Regions from separate parts of the Hordeum vulgare genome. Here region 2 is linked to region 1. Evidence: chromatin contacts called from public Hi-C data. All regions are on one chromosome and are shown on one strand. Each heading gives the region's core, a stretch centred on a gene start, on an enhancer-like site or on the middle of the called end of the contact. The rest is flanking DNA. Distances are from core to core; before and after follow the strand shown. Region 1 holds the start of LOC123448734 (probable galacturonosyltransferase 7). Region 2 holds the start of LOC123448735 (protein PHOSPHATE STARVATION RESPONSE 1-like).

Evidence for each region. A called contact is a pair of places that touch in the nucleus more often than the background predicts.
Region 2: a Hi-C map of leaf shows a contact between it and region 1, with 5 times the contacts expected there. The contact joins the promoter of LOC123448735 here to the promoter of LOC123448734 in region 1. A contact is called at or near these places in 3 of 6 Hi-C or Micro-C datasets (leaf and seedling).

What each region holds. Positions count from the first base shown.
Region 1 is chr4H:401,085,159-401,090,643 of MorexV3_pseudomolecules_assembly, reverse strand. It overlaps LOC123448734 (probable galacturonosyltransferase 7), which reads right to left and starts at 2,428. Exons shown (of 9, transcript XM_045125724.1): 1 at 1,942-2,428; 2 at 1,708-1,736; 3 at 1,469-1,573; 4 at 547-634. The coding sequence starts at 2,059.
Region 2 is chr4H:401,348,687-401,354,171 of MorexV3_pseudomolecules_assembly, reverse strand. It overlaps LOC123448735 (protein PHOSPHATE STARVATION RESPONSE 1-like), which reads left to right and starts at 2,881. Exons shown (of 8, transcript XM_045125725.1): 1 at 2,881-2,975; 2 at 4,440-5,066. The coding sequence starts at 2,898.

The sequences.
Region 1 (5,485 bases), core at 1,179-3,678:
GAAAATCAGGTAGAGAAGATGCGCTACAAACGCATACATTGCTTGACCATAGAAAAAAATAATATATTGTTAATTATCATAACATCCTAGATAAAGACACCAGCATTTGTTCAGAAATACTCCCTCCGTTCCTAAATATAAGTCTTTTTAGAGATTCCACTAGGGACTACATACGGAGCAAAATGAGTGAATCTATACTCTAATGATGTCTTTATATTCAAGAACGGAGGGAGTATGTATTAATAGTTTATTTTAACATATAGGGGCAAAAAGGTGTGCACTGTACAACACATTATTGTACTTGAAATAAGTAACAGCAAAGATGGTGAGGTACTGAAGCAAATTGAGTAAAAGGCCAACTATTTTTCAGTGTCCAGGTAACTGGTTTCCTACAAAATTATACAATTTTTTCCTGCAACATTTCGAAATGAAATATATCCAAAAGTTCACTTACATGAATGGAATTTGGTGCATAATTGATTGTGGCATTCTCATATATTCAATTAAACTTTATGTAATAATGTTGCAGCCACTACTAACCTTTACCTATTGGTTCAGTGATAACTTCGGAAGGTTCAGCGTCAATTTGGCGATGCAATGCTATATTGCCCTTGGAATTCTCTCCGTGCACATCCTGAAAAAAAAAGAGTAAAGGATAACAAATCAAGGATTCAAATTACCCAAAGCTGTAACAGCACTCACTAGTAATCTATACAAAAATAATTCATGTAACAGAATTTATTTACTGATTCTATAGCATATACTTTTCACAGCCTTCATAGTTCATAATCATGAATAAAGAGACTAGGGTGGAGAGATAAAATATACTAGTACTACTTCAATATATCACTTTGTTTGGCGTCCCTATGGGGTGGTTTCTAGCTGTTTGAATTGGTGGCTTGGATTATTTCTGTATGCATTCTTCATATTGTCCTATTCGGTCCAAGAGAGGTGGCACAGAAGAAGACAATGGTGAGAAGTGCACCAAGTTTTCTTTAAGCTGACAATAAAACCACACTGTCCAACTCGATTTGGTCTGCTTCAAGTAACCCCATATACTTCAGGGATACAATCAGTCAATAAAATTTTCTTTGATTTTTTCATGTAAGAGCTTATGCACAATTTCCTTTCTAGCATAGCTTGCAAACCTAGAAATTGATATGAATAATCTTTCTAGCATGGGCCTAAACTAGCTAGTATTTGGGGGGGTAACGCTACTCCAGCTGGTAACCTCAAAGCTTATGGTGTACTGTATCTTTTAGTTTGTAGGTATCACTAGTATTAAGTTTCATGACATTAAAAGCGGAGAACAAACAGTGGCTAAAACCAAACACTAGAAGTGTCAGAACAAAATACACACAGCGTTCCGTGGAATGATCATGTCAACATCCACCAAGCTAACAATCTAGGTGCGGTTATACGAGCTCATCACTATCAGTACATAAGAAAAAAATGTAAAGTGACTAACCTGTGTCTTTGGGTTCACCACATCTCTACCACCCTGCCGCGTCACTTCATGTACACTGTCTCTTTCCACTCCTAAGCGATCGAATGAAGGCAGCAAATTAACCTCCTAAATCCAGCACAAATGAACGCGTGGTAGCACGAATCAGTCATATTATTCCAACCCATCACCATTTTCATAAAAGACAATCCATCAACACTCACGCATATAATTTTGTTAGAAAAAACAAAAGAGAAAGTTACCTGTTGGGGGCGCTCATCCGTCACATACACTGCAACAAACAACGAAACCAATCAGAAAATTGGTCTCAAATAAGAAGGACAAAAAACACCAAAATCCCGCACTAAACGACAATTAACGAAACAACACTCCCGGAACAGATCCGCCGGGAATGGCGCCGATCCGATCGAGGAAGCCGCGGCGCCACCCGCATTACCGAAATCCGGGCGGGAACAAGAGGGACGGGAAGCACTCACCGGCGGGGAAGCGGTTGAAAAGGAAGGCGATCGGTACGAGCAGCGAGCAGAAGACGAGCGCCAGCACGGCCAGTCGCGGGCCCCTCCGCCTCTTCGCCGGCGGCGCCGTCGCCTTCATAACCTCCTCCCCCTTCCCAAGACCCTAATCTCCACCGCCGCCGTCGCCGCCGCGTGGTCCTCTACTGATCATACCACCACCGCCACCGCCGCGACGGGGCAGGGGCAGGGGCAGGGGCAGGGAAGCGCCGCGCAGATGAATGCCTCCCGATTGGGGCAATGGCACGGGGACCCCAATGGCGCCGGCGCGATCGGTGCGTGGCGATTTGCGAGTCGCGGCGCCGGACGCTCGGATTGGTTAGTGTGCGCGAGAAGACAGGGGAGGGAGCGGAGGACGTCGCAGGGAGAAAGAGAAAGAGAAAGAGGATTGTTTGTTTGGAGGGCAAGAGGAGAAGTGTGCGAGGGGTGTCAAGGAATAATGGCGTGCCCTTTTGCCTCGGCTGCGTCTCGTTTTCAACCTTTTCCTTTTATTTGGGTTTTCTGCCTTGGAGAGATTTTTTTTGGAGTTACTTCGATTTGCTGTGCTGTTTGTTAAAACTTCCCTTAGGCCCGTTTGGTACCAGCGGATCGAGAGGGTTTTCTCAAGGATTAACCCTCATCGGATCCACAAACTTTGCTAATCCTGTTAAAACTTTTCTTAGGCCTGTTTGGTACGAGCAGATCGACACGGCTTCTCGAGGATTAACCCCATCGGGCCCAGAAACTTCACTAATCCTCGTTCCTGTTTGTTTTGCAGGGTTTGTGCAGCCCAATCCCTTCGACCCCTTTCGTTCATCTCCTATCCATACGGCTCGCGAGCCTCGAGGGCACCTGCGCGAAACGAAAAGGGCGAGACGCATGAGACAAAGTGTCGTCACATCGTCACCGAGAAGACGAGCCCACCCGTCGGGTCTTCAATATCCCGCCGCCGCCACGCCGAGAGGAGAAGCCCCGTCGTCGCCACCGAGAGAAGGAGCCCCGTCGTTGCCAACGAGAGGAGGTGCCTCTCCGTCGGATCTTGAACGCCCCGTTGCCGCCAGAGCGTCGACGTCCCCCTCCGCTGATTCTTCCCGAGGTGATTCATCCCCTCTTCTCCACCACTACATCCTTTTGCAGCAGTTCGATGCGTTCATCACAGGAGCACCAGTACTTTGGTTTGGTGTGAAACTTAACTCGTCTAGTTATTGTCGTTGAGCTAGTAGATTATGTATGATTAACCCATCCATCCCTATTGGTAGGTTGTGCTCTTGACCAATTGTTGGTAGAACCACCTCACTTCCTAGTCTAAGGTGGTGGTTGTTTAGATGCGTGCATGAGAAACATCTGAAAACCATCTCACTCAATTGTTGCTCTGTATTGTATGATGATGTTTCTTTTGTAATTTTCAGTCGTCCACTCTTAGTCATGAGTTAAGCTTAGTGGATTGTGATTTTCAGGACATCTTGCTTGGTGCCATATATACATAGTTTAGTTTTAGTGAATGTCCTGTGGAAGAGATGGCTCACTTCTCTAAAAGTTTATATGTGTCATCTAGCCTAGTCTGCTAGTAGTATCTTCTATGCATTCATTATTTAATTCACCACACTTAGATTACAATACAATATAAATTTTTGTTAAACAACTAAGGAGGAAAATTTTGTTTGTAGTTTCTCATTACTTAAGAAGTCGATCGTAGTTTAATTTGTTAAACAATAAGTAATAAAATTCTCCAATCTCATTATTCAATTCTGTTTGGCAGTGGAGCTAGCTTCTTATGCATCTATCTTTTCATATAGCTAGCTAGCTAACTTGCTCCATTTCCATTGAACATCTCTCTTCTCATGCATCTAATTCTGTTTGACAGTAAATGTTGGCTAAATTAAATATATAGCTTTCTAGTAGTAACTGAAAGGGTCGATATGGTTGACTAGTGGGGTGAATAGGTGTTAGAGCATATTTCTTCATATGTGGTTTTGGTAATTGATGACAATTCATATGGACTAATGGTTGCCTTAAGTTATACTCGAAGGATTTGTCCATAGGCACTTCTTGAAGTCCATTCGTTGGTTTCAAGGAGTTTATATGATGACCAAGGTGGTATTCGAAGTATTATCCAAAGATTGGTCATAAATACACAAGGTTGATCAAGACTAAGCAGAGAGTAAATCAAGATGATCAACACACAGAGCGTACAGGATGTACCGAGAAGGATCAAGTGATCCCATGGTATGGTAAGCATTGTCCATAACGCTTTTATGTATTAACCCATGTCTTCGTGAGAGTTCTATGTGGGGTTAGGTGTGTTTCCATGGGTTTGTGTCAAGAGGAAGATCTCATTCAACCTATGAAGAATGACATCAAGTGGTGATCGTCATCAAGATTGCGGTGTGCAAGTTCAAGTGGAGCATCACGAAGATATCATGCTTGAAGTTTGCCGTCCATTGTGGTGGCAATGGACTTGTGAAGAATGTGCTGAAGAGTGGCTCACCCATAGTGAGTATGGGGAGCAATCAAGAAAGGTGGTCCATCTTGAGGAAGCCAAGATCGTCATCATCTAGCTCAAGAGGACTAGGTGCAAGGTATAGATTTGTCCTTTTTAGGTTTTTCTATTGGAGGATAGTTTGTCGTACTGTCAAGGGGGCTCTCAAGTGAGTAGCTTGATCGTATCGTTCGTTGAGAGCTCAAACCATTTGCATCCTTGCATCATATATTGGTTCTTGTTTGGTGTTTCTCCTTGTGAGTTTTTAGAGCTTATGGTCATCTTCATGACAAGCTCAAGTTCATCGAAAACGGAGTCTATATGCATCTTCTATGATGTTTTCGATGTTGGAAGTTTTTGCCGGTTCTTCATTCATAGAGGTCTCACATCTCTATATAATTGGCGTTCTCATAACTGCATGTTCTTAATATTTTATGTCGTTGTTGGATAGCTCTTGTCGTCGTGAATTCAACAAGTTTGAGTTTGCTCGATTTGGAGTTCGTATGCGAAAGTTATGGTAGTTTCAGTATCCAACGGTAGTACCGCTCCTGGTGCCAGCGGTAGTATCTTTTTACTACCGCTCGCAGGCGGTAGTACCACTCCCTCAGACGTTATGGGAGCGGTAGCACCGCTCCGGTCGGGTGTGAGTGGGGGTAACGGTTGGATTCCTTCCCCCTATATATAAAGGAGGTCTTCTTCCCCATTGGACCTTATCCATCCATTGAGCTCGTGTTCTTCCCCCATTATTGACCTTCTTAGAGCTTGCTAACTCTAAATCCCTCCAATGATTCTTGCTAGTTCTTGAGGGAAAAGAGAGATGAGATCTAAGATCCACATCTCCACCAATCACTTTCTCCTCTATGTGAGGGGAACCCCTTGTATCTTGATCCTGGAGTTCTTTGTGAGCTCCTTGTTCTTCCTCTCATATTTATCCATAGCTTTTGTAATTGTGGAGGGATTTGAGTGTGAGGGACTTGACCACTTCGTGTGTTCTTGCCATTGCATTAGTTGCATCGTTTTTAGTTCTCAACGGTGATACGTGGAACTGAG
Region 2 (5,485 bases), core at 1,632-4,131, 260 kb before region 1:
TCCTGATGATATCTTTGTAGTATAGCTAGTCGGTCGTGGTTATCGAGGGTGATTCCTCTTTCACCATTCCCGACGATGCCTCTGTCGTGCAACCCCTCAAGTGTGGGACCCTCGAGGGTGATTCCTCTAGTTCCACCTTGATGGATACATCGTTTGGAATCCAACGAGGGTGATACCTCGGATTCCCCCTGATGTTCCAACCACACAGTTACTTGACCATGTTACTGGGATCTTTGATGAATATATGTTAGGCGGGTGGATTTCCTGCATGGTTGTGTCGATGACTTAATTAAAATGATAATGGATTTGGGTATTTGATCTGGGTTGGTCGGAAGGCCTTATTACGCACTAACTGTTTGCGTGGTAGAATTATGGGTACTCGACGTCACGGTATCAGCCAAAGCTCTTCAGACGTCAGTGATGGAGCGGCGTGCGCCCGAGTGGTCCCGAGATGCATCGCTCTTGTATTAAGGGGTGCTAGGACTGACATCGGTCGCCCACACATCATGCAGGAGTGCGGAGGGCAAGTGGGCTCACGAACCCTCTGTTCTTAGGAGTTAGACCGACGGGCTGGCCTCTCTGCTGAGTTTAGGTGGGGCTGCGAAGTGTCGATATTCCGAGGTCGGGAAGGACCCAGAAAAGTGTGTCCGGCCAGAGTGTTATCGAGCGCGTCGGGGAATATGTTGTGCACCCCTGCAGGGAAGAACTTATCTATTCGAATAGCCGTGTCCACGGTTACAGGACGACTTGGAGTTGTGCCCTGATCTTATACAACCACAACTGTTACTTAACTGGAATTAGTTTCCCCGTGATTGCTTCCTCGCAGGGAGTCGAGGGAGGACCTCTGGGCGTGACCTCACTTTAATATTGCTGCAACAATATGACTATTATATTTGTGTTACCTTGTTCCACTCTCGTCTATTGCCGCAAGACCCTTGACGATGCTAGTCTTTGATAGGACTAGGCCTTTCTCTCTCTATTCTCGCATTGCTGCAGTGAGTCCACATATAACCCCTTCTTTGATACTGATGCATACTTAGCATAGTTCTGATATAAGTCTTGCGAGTACTTTGGATGAGTACTCACCGTTGCTTTGCTTCCCCTTTGCCCCCTTGATCCGTTGCTGCAACCAGATGATGGAGCCCAGGAGATGAGTATCCCGCCGCCGACGACTGCTACCCCGACGGTGCCTACTACTACGTGGAGGCCGCTGAAGACCAGGAGTAGTTAAGAGGTTCCCAGGCAGGAGGCCTCGCCTCGTTCGATCGTTGTATCTTTTGTGCTAGCCTTCTCTAAGGCACCCCATGTTTAATGTCTGTACTCAGATATTATTTCTTCCGCTGACTCGTGTGTTTATCAAGCTTCCGTATTCTAGCCCTCGAGGCCCCTGGCTTGTAATGTGAAGCTTGTATTGTTTTATTTGTGTCTAGAGTTGTGTTGTGATATCTTCCCGTGAGTCCTTGAGTTTGATCGTACGCATTTGCGTGTATGATTAGCGTACGATTAAATCGAGGATGTCACATACATGATCTCATGGTCATAGAAATGAATACTTGACACGCAGAAAACAATAGCAACAAAAAGACACGATCACATGCCACGTTCATAGTTTGGGTCTAGTCCATCACATGATTCTCCTAATGATGTAATCCAGTTATCAAGTGACAACACTTGCGTATGGTCAGAAAACCTTAACCATCCTTGATCAACTGGCTAGCCAACTAAAGGCTTGCTAGGGACATTGTTTTGTCTATATATCCACACATGTATCTATGCTTTCATTCAATACAATTATAGCATGGATAATAAACGATTATGTTGAAGTAGGAAATATAATAATAACTATTTTATCATTGCCTCTAGGGCATATTTCCAACACCCACCCCCGAGACAACATGCGCAAGTACAACAAAGCTCGTTGCACACCAGCCTAGGGCCACGTGCCCCGTCGCTCTTGCTGCTCCATCCACCTGTTGTGCTTTGCGCAGCGAACCCATGCTCCCCAGAATTCGATACCCCCAAATCCGCCCCCTCTCTTAGATAAGCTATCGAGGAGGAGCTTACCGCGTCAACGTCATCAACACATCGACGTCCGCCCTTTGTGAGGGATGGAGAGCTTGGCGCAACGCGCGACACTACTGCAGGAGTCCCAGGGGCGGAGGTGGGGGAATGTGGCGGCACGGTTGGCCGCTGACGTCTATTGTGACCGCACAGTTGGGGAGCCACATCGTCGCTGACACAGGGGTCAGCTCTGGATGCGCTTAGACCTGGGTTCCTCACCGGTGTGGACTACCTTCTTGCCCAGTTCAAGCTCCTCGTTCCGGAGAGGGAGTAGTGTATGGAGGCGGCGATCTAATGCTAGGGGGCTAGGGAGGGTGCGATGGACATGAAAGGAAGGCGAGGAAGGAGCGGGTTGTCCGATTTGATTTGCTAGGATATGATGAGAAGAGCGGATTGCATTTTCCACGGAGCACGTATTTGGATAGGTACAATCATAGCATCAGATTAGATTAATCCTGTATTTGGATAGGTACAATCATAGCATCAGATTAGATTAATCCTGGCTGTTGGATGTGATTACGTGAAACAATCCAAAGATAGTAATCATGTTGTGTACGTTTGAGGGGTGCACTTAAGAAAAGTCCTTTTTTTGAGATGAGGATTAGGATTTATTTTCCCTGGCTTTGGACGCAGCCCAATATCTTTTTTTTAGGGAACGCAGCCCATTACCTGGGATTACTACGTTTTTCGGAAAAAAGTGTGTTGCTAAACTAGGCCCGGGCCAAGAAGAAACCGCGGTAACCGTACAACCACGCTCAAGTGGGCCACACACCATCGTAGCCGTCCAAGTTGGCCGCACGGCGGCCGAAGGGGCCTATCCGCAAAAAGCCGCGCCCATGGTGCGGTGGGGGTGCGCGGTGCGCCTCCCCCCGGCAACTGGTGGGCGTCGTCCTCCCTGCTCTTGTGCGCACCAGGTTCCTCCTCTCCTTCTCTCTCCTCCATTCCCGCACCCTCCGTCGCGACACATCACCCCAGCCAGAATTCCCCCTTCCTGTCATCTCCTCCCCCAAAAGCCGCACCGATCGAGCAGCTTCCTCACAACCCAACCCAGGTACGGACGCGCCTCCTCTCCCCAATTCCTGAATCCCCCCTCCTCTCTTCCGGTCCAATCCATGCCGTCTAGCTCGCCCGTCGCTTCCTAGCTCCTCGTGTCGGCGCGATCGGCTCCGCGGGGGCGAATCGGACCGATGGGACAGGAGCGGAGGAGAGCGCGCGCGGGGGCGGGGGGGGGGGGGGGGGGCGGCCACACAGGGTTTCTCTAGGGTTCTGATCGCGACATGCTTTGCGGGTGCGGGGTTCCAGGTGAGTTTCGCGAGGAGCGGTGGTGGCACACGTGCGTCGTGAATTGTGCAAGTACGTGATGTTGCCGGTACAGAAAATGATTGGGGATTTGGTGGGGTTGGGAGCTGGGAGGTGTTATGGGAGAATTAGGTGCCCTTGTGATTGTCCTGCCCCCCTCTGCCTACAGTTGCCTGCCCCCTGGGGTTTAATTCAGATCCTCCTGTATGGGCTTAAACCGTGACTGTCATACTGCGAGTTAATAGCACATGCCACATGCGTACCAAGATGTGTTTCCCTGTTTGACTATATATAATATGGTGTCACACATAGATTGCACAGTGAATAAAAAGCTGCCATTTTCTTTTGTTTTTTCTGTTCAAAAAGGGCATTTGTTCTTGTATTATGAAGCTTCTGAGCGTGAATAAAAGTTGCGTTATTGATGGTAGAAAGATGGTCGTTGCCCCACATTAGGACATACGCATGGTAGCATGTTCTCTAGTGGATTCTGCATGGGTGTGTGCTATGCAGAAACATGCTGCGGTTCCTAGCTTCAAAGGAAGTATTGACTTTGCATTTGAGAGCTGGTAAAAAAGAAGCGCTCCTCTCAGGTTGCAATGTGCTTTAATCTGCTTCTGCTCTATTGAGTGTCACAATGGTAATACTAATTGAGATCCTAGTATTCCTTCTCATCATTTATCTTGTGATATAAGATATGATCTGTCATTGGAGTAGACAAAAAAAATATGGCTTAGACAAGAAGAAGGACAATTGATATATTTAATAATTTAATATGTTGCTGGCCACCAGTACGCAACTTTATGACTCTTGCTAACACGTTTCATGATGTTGCCATTTCTATGTTTTTTTGTTCGTGACATCCACATCCAGTATTGTCCACATCACACTAGTTATATTGTTGCTTACTCATGGTTGATTTCAGGATGCAGAAATGCATGCTTGGTATATTAGCTACAGTTGCCTATGTTTACGTTGGTTACAGTTTGTACACTGTAACCATAGGTTCCCTGTATTAACTCTTCATTTCTTAACCCGTGGTAGATTAATGGATTAACATTCATGGTAAGTTTATTCTGTAGGAACATATCGAAACCAATTTATGGGAAAGAAGCAAAGCTTATCCACAATTCTTGATGAGGAGGTGTGATCTGAGACAGTGTCACAACAGCAGGGTTTCTGGAGGAATGTCATCCTCTTTACCTATTCTGCCAAATTCTCTGAAAGAAACCTTCCATGGGCCTTATAATCCGCAGCTCACTCCGATGCAAAGGCAACTGACGAGTGATTTTGTGCCCTTATATCAGAGTGCATTTCCGTCTGCTACTTTGCACCCAAGAGCTGGTGCTATGAGATCATCATATTCAGCATCATTAGGATACTCAGCTAATCCTCTTGATTCTGTGCCTAACCATGAGAGGCAGTCTATGGTTGCTCCTTTCGCTCCTCAGTCATCAGATATCGAAGTATTTCAGGCCTTATCTAATAATATCCCTGGAGGACACACTGAGGCAACTTGGTTCCCAGGTTCAGCTGATAGTTTATCAGACTACAGGGATAACATCCCTGCTTCTGGTAGTCAGATCCAGAATAGCGGTCCTGCTGTGACATCTGATGTGGTTGCTAAACAAAATGAATGGTGGGCAGACATAATGAATGATGATTGGAGAGATATTCTAGATGCAACGGCTGCTGATCCCCAGTCAAAGGTATGCAAATGAAACTCCATAAAGAGTCATCGTGGTTGCTCCGTCTTGGGTTATGGTAGTTTAGAAGTACTCTGTAATTTATTTGTTTTTTATGACATATTAGCCAAACTTATGAAATTGTAATTCCACGCAAGTTCTTTGCCAGTGCACATACTGGTATTATGATATCATCTGTGTGTGGCCAACTTAGATACCTCATACCTTAATGTATGTCAATGTCAAAGTTAAGTGAAAGTTTGACTTACTGTATACTTCTCGGCCCATACTTCCATTTACAAATTGGGCCATACTTCTCGGGCCTCTTTGAACGGTGTAGGTAGCTATCCCGTCCTCTTATTAGAAGTTGAAAACTGATGTGTAATAGGTTTTGTTAGAGTGATGGTTAGGGCACCAGTAATGATTTCTTTTTTGCACTGTTT